Regions from separate parts of the Mus musculus genome. Here region 2 is linked to region 1. The links are chromatin contacts, called in public Hi-C maps. All regions are on one chromosome and are shown on one strand. Each heading gives the region's core, a stretch centred on a gene start, on an enhancer-like site or on the middle of the called end of the contact. The rest is flanking DNA. Distances are from core to core; before and after follow the strand shown.

The links. Hi-C and Micro-C count contacts between places; a contact is called where the count stands out from the background.
Region 2: a Hi-C map of cerebellum shows a contact between it and region 1, with 2.9 times the contacts expected there. The contact joins two enhancer-like sites. A contact is called at or near these places in 7 of 484 Hi-C or Micro-C datasets (the 3T3-L1 cell line, Th1 cells, cerebellar granule neurons and 2 more) and 3 of 115 datasets of contacts at active chromatin or transcription factors (the 230-238 cell line, CD8 T cells and embryonic stem cells).

The regions. Positions count from the first base shown.
Region 1 is chr6:59,324,605-59,330,678 of GRCm38.p6, forward strand. No RefSeq gene overlaps it. Among named protein-coding and RNA genes, the nearest start is that of Gprin3, 99 kb to the right of the region's middle. Within about 2 kb of position 3,882, at least 5 of the 459 cell types and tissues checked have an H3K27ac peak or open chromatin away from gene starts, as enhancers often do. A contact at or near this core is called in cerebellum, where this site is marked.
Region 2 is chr6:59,486,719-59,492,792 of GRCm38.p6, forward strand. No RefSeq gene overlaps it. Among named protein-coding and RNA genes, the nearest start is that of Gprin3, 63 kb to the left of the region's middle. Within about 2 kb of position 2,528, at least 15 of the 459 cell types and tissues checked have an H3K27ac peak or open chromatin away from gene starts, as enhancers often do. A contact at or near this core is called in cerebellum, where this site is marked.

The DNA.
Region 1 (6,074 bases), core at 2,632-5,131:
TCCCTGTGGATGAGAAAGGGGACAAGGACAGTCATTGCAGCTGAATTGTGGGAATCCCCAGACCCAGAAAGTACAAAAATATGGACACAAACCATTCAGTGGGTCAACACCACAACTCAACGGGAGTCAGCGCTTAGCATGGCTAAGCCCAGATCCCTGTGCCTGGTACCAGGTCTTTCAGAAAGGCAGAGGTGGAAAACTGAATTCCAGAGAGGGGTTCCATCCATGGGGAATATTTGAGGAGGAGGACAGCAGGAAGAGGGACAACGGCTCAGGAGGGCCTAAGGAACTGCAAAGTTGCTGCTCTGAGACTGGTGGGATAAGGACAAGTGAAGAGTAGGGCAGGAAGGCTCACCATGGCCCAGGAGGGCCTATAGGGATGGGTGGAGTGGGTGGGATTCACATAAGCCTTAAGGGCTGAGCCTGGAAAGCAACAGAGGTGCACTGGACATTGAAAGGTCAATTCCTTAGACTCTGGGAGATGCTACAAAGACCAAAAAACTTACCCAATTGTCGGTGGGTGGAGTGGTAGGAGAATTGTGAGCACAAAAGCATAGTTGTAAACATCTGAGTCTTTAGGCACCATTGCTGTGTGATGTGGTGGAAGGGAGTGCCTGGGTGGGCCCACACCAAAGCGTTCCCTCAAAGAAATCAGCTGTAGGACTGGCTTAGTATAAAAGAGACTTTGTTGGGACCTAGAGAAAGGGGAAGAAGCAGAAAAAGAGGAACAGAGGACAGAAAGAGAATGAGAGAGAAAGAGGGGAAGAGGCTGGCCAGGAACATGTTGGGGAGGGGGTGAGGAAGAGAGGGAGGATATATAGGGAGAGGATGGAGAGAGAAAAAGGAGAGAACTTTCCTATATGTGAGCCTAGAGGAAACGCTGACAAAGAAAAATAGGAAACTTGTTAATGTACTTGGGTAGGCTTGAAGGGAGGAAAGGGTAGACAGGGGCAGATAGTGTAATTATATTTAATTTTGAAAAAAAAAAGCAAGTCTAGGAAGGAGATTGGAAAATAGCCAATCTCAGTGTTCAGACTTGATCACTACTATGGCTTTATTTTACCATTTTTATCTCTGTGGATACAGTTGAGAACAATCATTTGCCAGGAGATGAGATACATCATGAATTAATGTATGTCGAAGGCAACCTGGAAAAAATAATTGCCTTCATTCTCTTTCTAGAGAATGAGGAGGCATAGGTTGGTGCTGGAGGAACATATCAAGTAAGGGTTGAGAGCCCATGGACTAGTCATCTGCTTGTTTGGCCAGGTCCCATGGGTTTGTTTGAGCTAACATAGACAGGTTTTCCATCTTCCCTGCTTAACACAGCTTAGCTCATCTGGAACATACCTATAGGCTTAGCTGTTCCTGGATCTTGTGTAAGGATCTGTCTTAGGGTTTCCATTGCTGTGAAGAGACACTGTGACCAATGTCTTATAAAGGACAACATTTAATTGGGGCTAGCTTATAGGTTCAGAGGTTCAGTCCATTATTATCAAGGCAAGGAGCATGGTAGTATTCAGGCAGTCATGGTGCTGGAAATGCTGAGAATTTTATATCTTGTTCTGAAGGCTAACAGTAGAAGACTGGCATCCTCAGGCAGCTATAAGGAAGCTCTCTTTTTCTAACCCCATACTTCCTCCAAGGCCACACCTCCTAATAGTGCCACTTTCTGGGTCAAGCATATTCAAACCACTCCCTGGTCCCTATAGGCTTGTTCAAACATGAGTCTATGGGGGCCTTACCTTGCCATAGCATAATTAGAAATACATTTAATCCAACTTCAAGAAGTCCCAATAGTTTACAGCAGTCTCACCAATGTTAAAAGTTCAAAGTTCAAAGTCTCTTCTAGGTTCATCTAATCACTTAACTGTAATCCCTATAAAATCAAAATCAAAAAGCAGATCACATACCTCCCACATCACAGGATATACATTACCTTTCTAAACCATCATGATAAGGGAATACTGGACCAAAGAAGGAAAGAAGGAAAACCAGCTGGTTAAACTCCAAACTCTTCATCTCCTTGTCTGATGTCAAAGTGCTCTTCAGATCCTCAACTCCTTTTATCCTTGTTGACTGCTGTTGGCAGATCTGGAATTCAGCAGCAACAAACTTTGTTCTCTTGGGCTGCTTCTACTCCCTGTTAGCAGCTTTCCCTGGGAGGTATTCCACAGCTCTGACATTTCTAACATCTTGGGGACTTCAGATTCACAGCTTCTTGTTCCAGTGTCTAGGGTTGTTCACACATGATCTTATGAACTCCTCTAAAGGGCTTGGGTCACTTCTCTAGCTCTGCCATCGGTAGCACCCTGGTTTACTGCACTGAACTGTTGCTGCTGGTTTTGATGGGTCATCCTATGGTACTGGAATCTCCAATGGAATGAGGCCTTCTGATGCTACAAGGCTTCACCAAAAGCCTCTTATAGACACTTTCCATGATGCCAAGCCTCAACTTCTTTTCAGGAACCCTTCAGTTCTGGGCTGCCAACTGCAACAGAGGCTATACCTTCACCAGTGTCCTTTCCTGGCCTTCATAGTATCAAGACTTTCGGCTGTTTTCTATGACCCCTTCATGCCTTCAAAACTGTGGCACAGAGGGCTGTGCACAAACAGCCTGGTCCCCGGTATTCCAAGATAAGCTACGAGAAGCCTGTAATCAGCATTTGCCCCAGATGTCCATCCCTTCCTCTGTATTTTATTATGCCCCCTCGACCCTTCCCTATTTTCTCACACTGTGTGCTTATAATCAGGCTCCTAGCCTTCATTAAACAGACCTTGACAACTTTTGCTTGGTCTTGCTCCCCTTTCTCCACCAGTTTTTCTTGCAGGCCTCAGTCATCCTCAACCCATGGAATAACTAAGTCCTGCTGGACGGGACAACTGAATTCTCCTCTGAAATCTCTTGAGCCAAGCTTCCACAGTTCAAATCACCCTCAGCACAAAAAAATTACTACATGTAAATAAGGATTAAGAAAAAACAGGTGACCAATCAAGCATACTTTGGTTGTAGTGAAGATGTATAGTAATTCATATTCACAAAGGAGAAAGAATGTAAGATTTTTGGATTATATAACTAATTTCCCAAGTATATTATTTTAGGATAAAGTTAATAGTTATATATTTATAATCATTAAACTACTATAATTACATTTACTAGGAACATGCTACTTTAGTTATATTTGCATTGTCATTTATGTGTAGGACCCCTGTGGGTCATAGCTCAAAACATTTTACCATCTCTAAGGGTCAGTTCATTTCTTTCATTCAGATGTAGATTAAAGGATGCAACATAATAAAACTAACATTTGAATTTGTAATTCTTTCTTTATGACTGCCTTTTCTTTTTAAATGTGTATGTGTGTATATTATGTGTGTGTAGGGGCTGCATGTGAGTACAGATGCCTATAGAAGCCATAGATGTCAGATCCGTGTAGCTAGGGTAAGAGGCATGTTGATGTTTCTGACATGGAACTGAGGTCTTTAACAAGAGCAGTGCACACTCTCTTTACTCTTCAACTACCTCTCCAGACGCTCAGGTCTGTTTATGTGATTGCTTTTCCATTAATCTTCATTCCTTCTAAACATTTTGCCTATTAGTATCTTATAGCTGCCAATACTAATATACATGAGGCAATGGGTAGACTTCAGCAGTTTGCTGAGCTGGCAGCACATATATCCATCTGATGAACATATTGTGGTATGTTTCTGGAGGTGGGGGACACTGGGGATGAGAGAATCTCAGATGTCTTTTGTCAGGATATCTCTGTGGAAAGACAAAGATCCAAGGCTTATTTCCTGTCTATGTAGTCACAGTACAGACTGGAGACAGGTGCAGCCTGAGCTGATGGGAGCTACAGCAATGACCTAGTGAGTGTCATAGGCTAGCCGGCAGACTGGAGAGCAGATGGGAGCTGGCTTGGGAGCAGGACACCTGGAGCTTTGTAGCAGAAGGCAATTGCCAGTCAATCTGTGTGTCCAGCCAGATCAGGCTGATGCAGTTCTAGAGCCCATGGTAAGGCAGTTCTCCCTTTTATGCAAAGAGGATCTTTCCTAAACTATGGAGAATTGGAAAATGTTTAATGAGGCCTCAAATTTAAGAGATTACCTCTGAAGAAACAGTGAGATTTTCCTTCACTCAGAGCATAGAAACAAGGGTTTATGTATGTAGGCTATTTTCTTTTCCTTGTTGTGTGAGTATCAATCTCTTTAGAATATCTGTTAGAATTCAATATGAGTCACATGAGTATTTAAGGGATGTTTTGGTCATCTAAGTAACTGGCAAGAGAAAAAGAGATGTCTGAAGAGAGAAAACTAAAAACAGTTTTCAAACTGGTACATAAAGCAGAAGCTTGTGTGTATTAATGCAGTAATTGTTGTTTTGATATACTCAAGGTGCACATTATTTGAGTTAAGTTAAGCATACCTGTCATCTCTATATCCATCAATCATGTCTATATACTGAAAGTCTTCAAAGTCCTTTCTTCTGGCCATTTGAAATGTACAGCACAGTACTGTTTTCTACGTACAACGTAGGAGCAATGCTGAGTCAGAACTTCTGTTCCTATTTAGTGACAACATTTTATCTGTTCGCCAATAATCAACACTTAGAGGTTGGAGAGGTGGCTCAGCTGTTGAGAGCACTGGCTGCTCTTTCAGAGGACCTAGGTTTAAATGCCAGTATCCACATGGTGGCTCAAAATTGTTTGAAAACTCCAATTCCCAAAACTCTAAAAGGCACCCATTGAGTTCAACTTGGACTATAGGGTTTCTGATTACTATATAAGAGCCAGCATGCCTCAGGACCTAGTAAAACTGGTTCCTCTCTACCAAAGGTGTTATTTCCCTTCTGGTAGAAGGGAGATGTGGCTACCCATAGTGCCCATCAGCATGTCAGAGCACAGGCTGGTCTCCAGGCTCCCTCCATACCATAAGCAACTGAAACATACTTGAAAGTCCATCTTAACCCTTCTCACATCTTCCCCTGCCCTAAACTTACCCCAACTCACAGGCTTCTTCCCTCTAAATGCTCCTTTTCCTTATAACTTGGCCATTCTTGCTGTGGTTCCCATCTTTCTATCTAATCAGCTCCTGCCTCTTTCACTATGCGTTCTCTATTCTCTGTCCTTGTTATCCTCCCTTTTCTTGTAGATAATCTTGGCCCTGTTCAGTCAACTTTCTCTCTGTGTTCTGGACTCTTCCAGATGCCTTGGCTACTCTCTCTCTCTCTCTCTCTCTCTCTCTCTCTCTCTCTCTCTCTCTCTCTAAAAAAAAAAAAAAACCTTTCCCTTTAACTGTACCATGGTTGTGTCATCAATTTATATAGTAACCAACTATAACTCCAGGTTGAGGGGATATGATACCATCTTTTGGCCTCCTCCAGCATTGCATGCATGTGGAACACAGACATACATGCAGGCAAAATACCCATATACATATGTTTTAAAGTCTTTTGAAAAAATCAGTAATTCCCCATATTCCCTACCCTTGGTCCTGTTACTCTACTCAGCCTCTGGAAACCACAATTGTCCTGACTTCTATTAACTTAACTTTTATTTTTTTTAAACTTAAATGTATCATAATAAGCAAATGCTGCCCTACTGCTCCATTTCTCAGTAAAATTTCAAATGTGGGGTACCAGGAGCATGTTAATCATGGTATACCAATAAAAACCATACAGCATAACTACCTAAGATGGGCAAGGATAAGAGCTGCCTTTTTGTTGAATAATCTTTTTATGAGAACACTGTATCCCAAATATTTGCTATTTTAACCTTGTACAGTTGAGGTTTTGTCTCTTGCTATGTATTGTAATGCTAAATCCTGTACCCTAAGGTCTAGTTGCCTATGTATGAATTCTCTCTCATTTACCAGCTTTTGTTGTACAAACCTTGTTCCTTAGTTTAAAACTATTAGTTAAATAAAAATGGTGCAGTCAATGTAGCCAATTACTGGAGGAATAGAGGTAGGCTGGTTCTGAGTGACACAGTTTGGGATTTGAGGACAGGGAAGATGAGGAAGGAGGAAGATGCCATGAGAGGAGATGGACCATGAGCTCATGGACAGGAAAAACA
Region 2 (6,074 bases), core at 1,278-3,777, 160 kb after region 1:
ATATAAAACTCATTTATAGATCAAATAATCCTTATTTATAGATCCATTTCCATCTCTTCCTCTGAAGTCACATGTCATTTCCCCTGACACTGGCTCTATTTTTTTCTCTTTGCAAATAATTTTTTTTAAAGATTTATTTATTTATTTTATGTATGTGAGTACATTGTTGCTCTTTTCAGCACACCAGCAGAGGGCATTGGAACTCATTATAGATGGCTGAGAAGCACTATGTGGTTGCTGGAAATTGAAAACAGGAGCAGTCAGTGCTCTTAACTACTGAGCCATCTCTCCAGTCTTGAAACTATTTTTTTAAGGGACTCTACTAATCCAATGTGACCTTACCTTGATTTGATGATATTTATGAAGACCATACTTAGAGGGCTACATTCAATGACACCAGGGATTCGAATCTGATCATATTGTTTCGAGACACAATTTCATATTCAGCTCACACTGTGCTTGCTTTTTGTTGCTTTAAAAAATATGGAAGACAAACAATTTAATGAAGTACTAAATTTGGCTCATGTTTTCAGAGCTTTCAGACCAAAAATGTACAATGAACATGTGTAATGTCTAGAGTGTGTATGGTGTTTAGTATATGTGTAATATCTAGTGTTTATATGATGCATACTGTGTGTCTGATATATAGTGCAAAATAATGATGTATAATATGTGTATAGGATATATATTGTACATATGTTGTACAGTGTGTGTGATGTATGATGTGTTTTTTATCTGTGTGTGATGCCCTGTGCTTGTGCTGTATGATGTATGCCATGTATAATGTGTTTCTATAATAGATATATATGAAGACTTGTGTTCTAGGTATGGAATATCATGTTTGTACATAATAGACAAGTAGGTTTCATTAGTGTTAAACTAAAGGTTTTGGATGTTAGGAAGACAAATTGTATATGGAGGGAGAGAGTATCATGAGAGACAATCCTACTCCTATTTGGAGCTCTGTTTATGAATACAATGTCTCACTGCCACTGTGTCTGCCATCGGTTATAAGAGATAAATTTTAGTTATATTTAAACAGCACTAAAGTCAGATGTATCTTTTAAATGGTGATTTCTTCCACTATTGTTGTCCAGAGAGCAGTTAAAATAGGTTGTGACTGGTTTGGATTCATAAACATGGGGAAAGCTTTATATATTTTAAGTCTATTTCAATTGACTTTCAGTCCAATTTTGATAACACACAAACTTTTTTTTATGATTTGAGTTCATTTATTAAGATTATGTTATATTTCAGTCTTAAAATTAAATTTTATTGCATATACACAAAACTGAAAACTGAATTGTAAGGTCTAAATGATGCTAAATGTATTCTTTCAATGAATGTGATAGTTATTTTATATTTTATGGAAGCCTGATGTCATAGCTCAGTTAGGGACATTTCTATAATATATAAAATAATGGCAGGGCTTCAAAAATCACATATTAAGGAAATATAATAATTTTTCCCTCAAATACATAGATATAAACTCCTCAAACCTACCCTTTCCTACCTTGTCTTCTAGACTGAGCATCCTGTACTATAGCATACCACTCTGTTACTAGGAAAGAGTATCTCTTTAGTATGGAATGAGCAGAGTCAGGGTGTCAAGGGAAAATGACCACACCAAAGGGAAAAATCTGAAGATACCTCAAGAAGCCCACCCATGTTACCATTGTTCAATCTACCATCTTGTGCAGTAGCCTCTGAAGCCTCCTTATAAACTTTGACTCCTCACTGTAGTCAGAAGAAAGGCTACAATTCCTGTCTGCAGATTTCATCTTGGTCTGGTCTGGCCTTTGTTCACTCTCATCTGCTTTTTCCTTTCTCCTTGATTCAGCCACAGCAAGCACTGCCTGCCCCTCCCCCTTTCTATCTCTGTGCTGGCTCTTCATTCCTTGCTGCTCTGTCTTTCTAGGGCATTGTTGTTTCTCCCCACTAAGCTCCCAGGACACAGTCTCAGGGTAAATTTCTTAACCTTGTTGATATAGATTTATGAACAAGTCCTCCGTATGTTTTGTTTGTATAATGTGTATAACTGAAATTTTCCTGTGTTCATCTGTCTTCTCACAAAGATATAATTCCTGTGGTCATATGGATGCAGAGGATTGATGTGTTTTTTTTTTATCATTACTTTTAAACACTGCTATCTTTAATGAATGAATAAGTACACTGTAGTTGAATGGCTTAATATGAGATGGGGAAAAAAGCCTCAATAGGTTGGGGAAATGTATTTATGTGAAATTGAAAAAAAAACATTTAAGAAGGAAATGGAAGCATAGAAAATCTAAATAGCAAGAAAAATGTTAACACACACACAAAAAAAGGAGTGACTGAATCAAGCAACGATGGTAGAGCTGGGCACAGATCGAAGCTGGCTGTGTTGATCATGTGAAACAGACACTGATTTGGGAGAAATATACAGATGGAAGAGCAGCTTGCAAGTCTTGAGATGAGGAGAGAGCACACATTATACCACAAGCCCATGTAAGGTTGAATGTGCAGCCAAACAGCTGAGTTCAGTTGTCTGGTGCTGGGAGGTGGCATCCACTATGTTGATTATGCATTCACATTTTCAGAATACTAAAGGCTATTGCTTATGAGGAACAGGCAGGCAGCAGTCTGGGTCAGAGTGTTCTGCATGCATTCAGAATCACAAGCCTTTCCACTTTGGAGCAAATCCATCAGTGACATTCTTTATTCAGTCTCTCCTGTCAAATGAATTTGTTCACAAATTGAGAGTTTTCCTGGTCTTGCTCTCAAGACAGCTTGGCTACTGTCCAAACTAAGAGCATGAAACATTTTTATGATGCCAGTTATAGGGACATTCCCATTTTATCTACGTTTTAAATTCTCAAAAGTTCTGCATTAAATCTCTCAAATTCTGTATTTAAATTCTTCACCAAACTGCACATTTTTAATAGTTCCCTACTCTAACGGTAGACCAACTTTTGAGGACAGTGAGCAGTCAACCTTGCCTGGATATTGTCCATCCCTGAAATTTCCTTTGCCAAATAATGGCCCACAACTTTTGAGTTCAGTCTCATAGAAGTTCTCAGAAAAGGGTAGAATACAGCTTGTTTGTTTTCTAGAATGTATCATAAGTGGCACTACACCAGTTATTAATAGAGTTCTTGTTCTCTTCTTAGACCTGAGTCAGATCTCCACTACTTAGATAGTCTTCTTGTTTTCCAATCTCCTCCTCAATGTCCTGTTCAGTTCCACTTACTACTTCCTGACTTTTTTACCTGCACCTCTAAATTGTCCTATTCTCCTTCTGCAAAGGCCTAAGAGTGATCCAGTCAGGCTTATCCTAGCAAACACTCTGATCTTGAATACCAGCTTTCTGTGTCAGTTACTATCTTATTGTTCTGAGAAAAAGCAAATTTAGGAATATATATTAGTTGCTCATTCCATTTTGGATCAGACCTCTCATTAATCTCCTTATCTATTTCAGCTCATGCCTTTGTTTTAAAATTAAACTTCTTGGTGCTTGTTGTCTCTTCAAAGGGCATGTAGTATGGTCTGTCATAGAAATAACCCATTCCCTGAAGCACCATGACTGAGTCAACCTAAAACATAGTTTAACTGGGCTTATGGTTCGATAGGGCTAGAATGCATGAAGGCACAATAAAGGCGTGGTAATTTTATGCTGAAGCAGCAGCTGAGAGAGGATGTCTTGATACTCACACAGGAGTCAGAGAACTAATTGAAAATGAAAGGAGACTTCTGAAAATTCAACGTCTGTGCCCAGTGATACATTTTCAACAATGCCACACCTCCTAATCCTTCCCAGACAGTTCCACCAACTGGTGTCCAAGTCAAACATATGAGCCCATGGGGTCATTATCTTTAAAATCAAATTTTTCTTTTTCAACGCTGTTTTTACAAATACAGCCAACCAAGGCAGGGAAGGCCTGGTGGCAGGAGCAGTTCCAGCTGCATCAGCTGGGCCATGAGGCAGCATTGTGTCTACAGCTAGGAAGCGGAGAGCAATGGGTACTGATGCTCAGCTCCCTTTCTCCCCTTTAACTAGCAAGAAAGATTATAATTAATAGGCTAATTGGGTACTGTACGCATTTACTGTTTCCTGTTATTTCGTTTTGTTTCTTAAATTGAGGTGTTATGTAATGTATTCCTATGGATTTATTCATTTTATGTCTTCTAAATACTTTCTGACCTTTCTTTTTCTGCTAGTGTTTTAATTTGGTATGTTTTGAATGCCAAGAGAGGCTAACAGTCTTGGCAGAAACAGGGCTTTTTTTTTTTTTTTAACTGTAGATTCAGGGAAGGACACAGGCGTGTGACTGGTTATAATGTGCAGAAATTATAAAAAAAAAAACTTAAAGTGAGCACAGGGAATAGAGTGGACAGGAGGACAGGATACACTCCTTTCTGGCTGACAATGGCATGGTAAATTATGACATTTTATAGAATTATGTATCACCAGCAAGCATGCAGCCCAGAAAGGCAAGTGTGGCAGCAGACTTCTTCATTATCTCAGTGCTCATGTTGTATGCAAGTCATTGATACTTGAGTCACTCTTGTACATTTCAATACATTTTTTTTTTAATTTTGATATTTTCATTTGAGATGCCTGAATGATTACTGTGTGGTTTACTTTAAAAAAAAAACAAAAACAACCTATTTTTATTTTTTTTTTGTTCTTCCTTATTTGATTTATTTATTTATTTTATTTAATTATTTTAAAAGGATATTTCTATGTATTCTTAGTTTGCTTTGTACATGCTCTGTAGGTCAAAATTGGGCTGAAACTTTATGTCTTCTATAGCCTTCCAATAGCTGAAATTATGGATATATACTTCTGTATGGCCAATTAATTATTTTATTTGTTCTTAAAATTAATATTTTCACAATACATGTAGTTTAAAATAAATTTCTGAGAACATTAACAAACCTTTTCAATGTACCTATTCAGACTTCTTCTCAACTCAACAAAGAATTTTAGTATTTATTGACATTACACTTCTGCTTGCTCATATGTAATTTGTAGTGACACTTGATATTTGTAGATTGCCTCTTCATGTCTATATTTCTCTATTAAGTGGATTGTTAGCATTTTTATTCAGAACCTATATTTAACATTTTGTGTTCTATGACTAGTGCTGATTTTAGGGGAGAAATGATGTAATTATGTTATGATCTCAAAAATAAAAGTAAAATAATAGATCACTAGTAATTGAAATATAATTATATCACTGTATTTTCTCCTCCATATAAACAATTCCTTCCATGTTCCCCTTGCAACCCATTCAAATTCCTGGCCAATTTTCTTTTAATTGTTGTTGTTTATACACATGTGCATACATATGTACATATATGTACATATGCAAACATACACATATACATATTTACACACATATGCACATATATCCATACACATATTTATACACAACAAATATATATAAACATATATGTATTTACACACATATACATATTCACATGTATACATATATACACGTATTCACATATATACATATATATATATACACACATTCATGTATATACACATATACACACATATGCACATTACATGAATTATATGAATATATATATATATATATATATATGATACATGCTGAGTCCATTTAGTGTTCCTTGCATATATATGTTTTTAGGGTTTACTACTTGGGATTGGATAACAATTTAGTAGACATATTCCTGGCAAAGAATTATTTTCCTTCTATTTATAGTCATTAATTTCTTGAAGCTATTATTTTAGGGTTGGGACCCCATGAGATTTCTCCTATTTTTTTTTTTTTTTTGTATAGAATAGAGTTTATTCAGGGCATGGGGAGGGGAGTTAAGAGGGTAGCAAAGGCAGAGAAAGGCAGAGAGAAGGAGAGAGTAGAGAAATGGGGGCTGGCCATGGACACGTGGAGAGAGGGGGGAAGGGAATTGGGAGTAAGGGGGCAAGAGTCAAGAGAAAGGCAAGAGTGTAATAGGGTAAAAGAGCGATTGCTCCTATTCTTACTGGAATGTCAAGAGGTATTGTCTTTATGAAGGTCCTGTTTAAACAGCCATATTGTTGAGATTTCATCAGTGTAGCATAG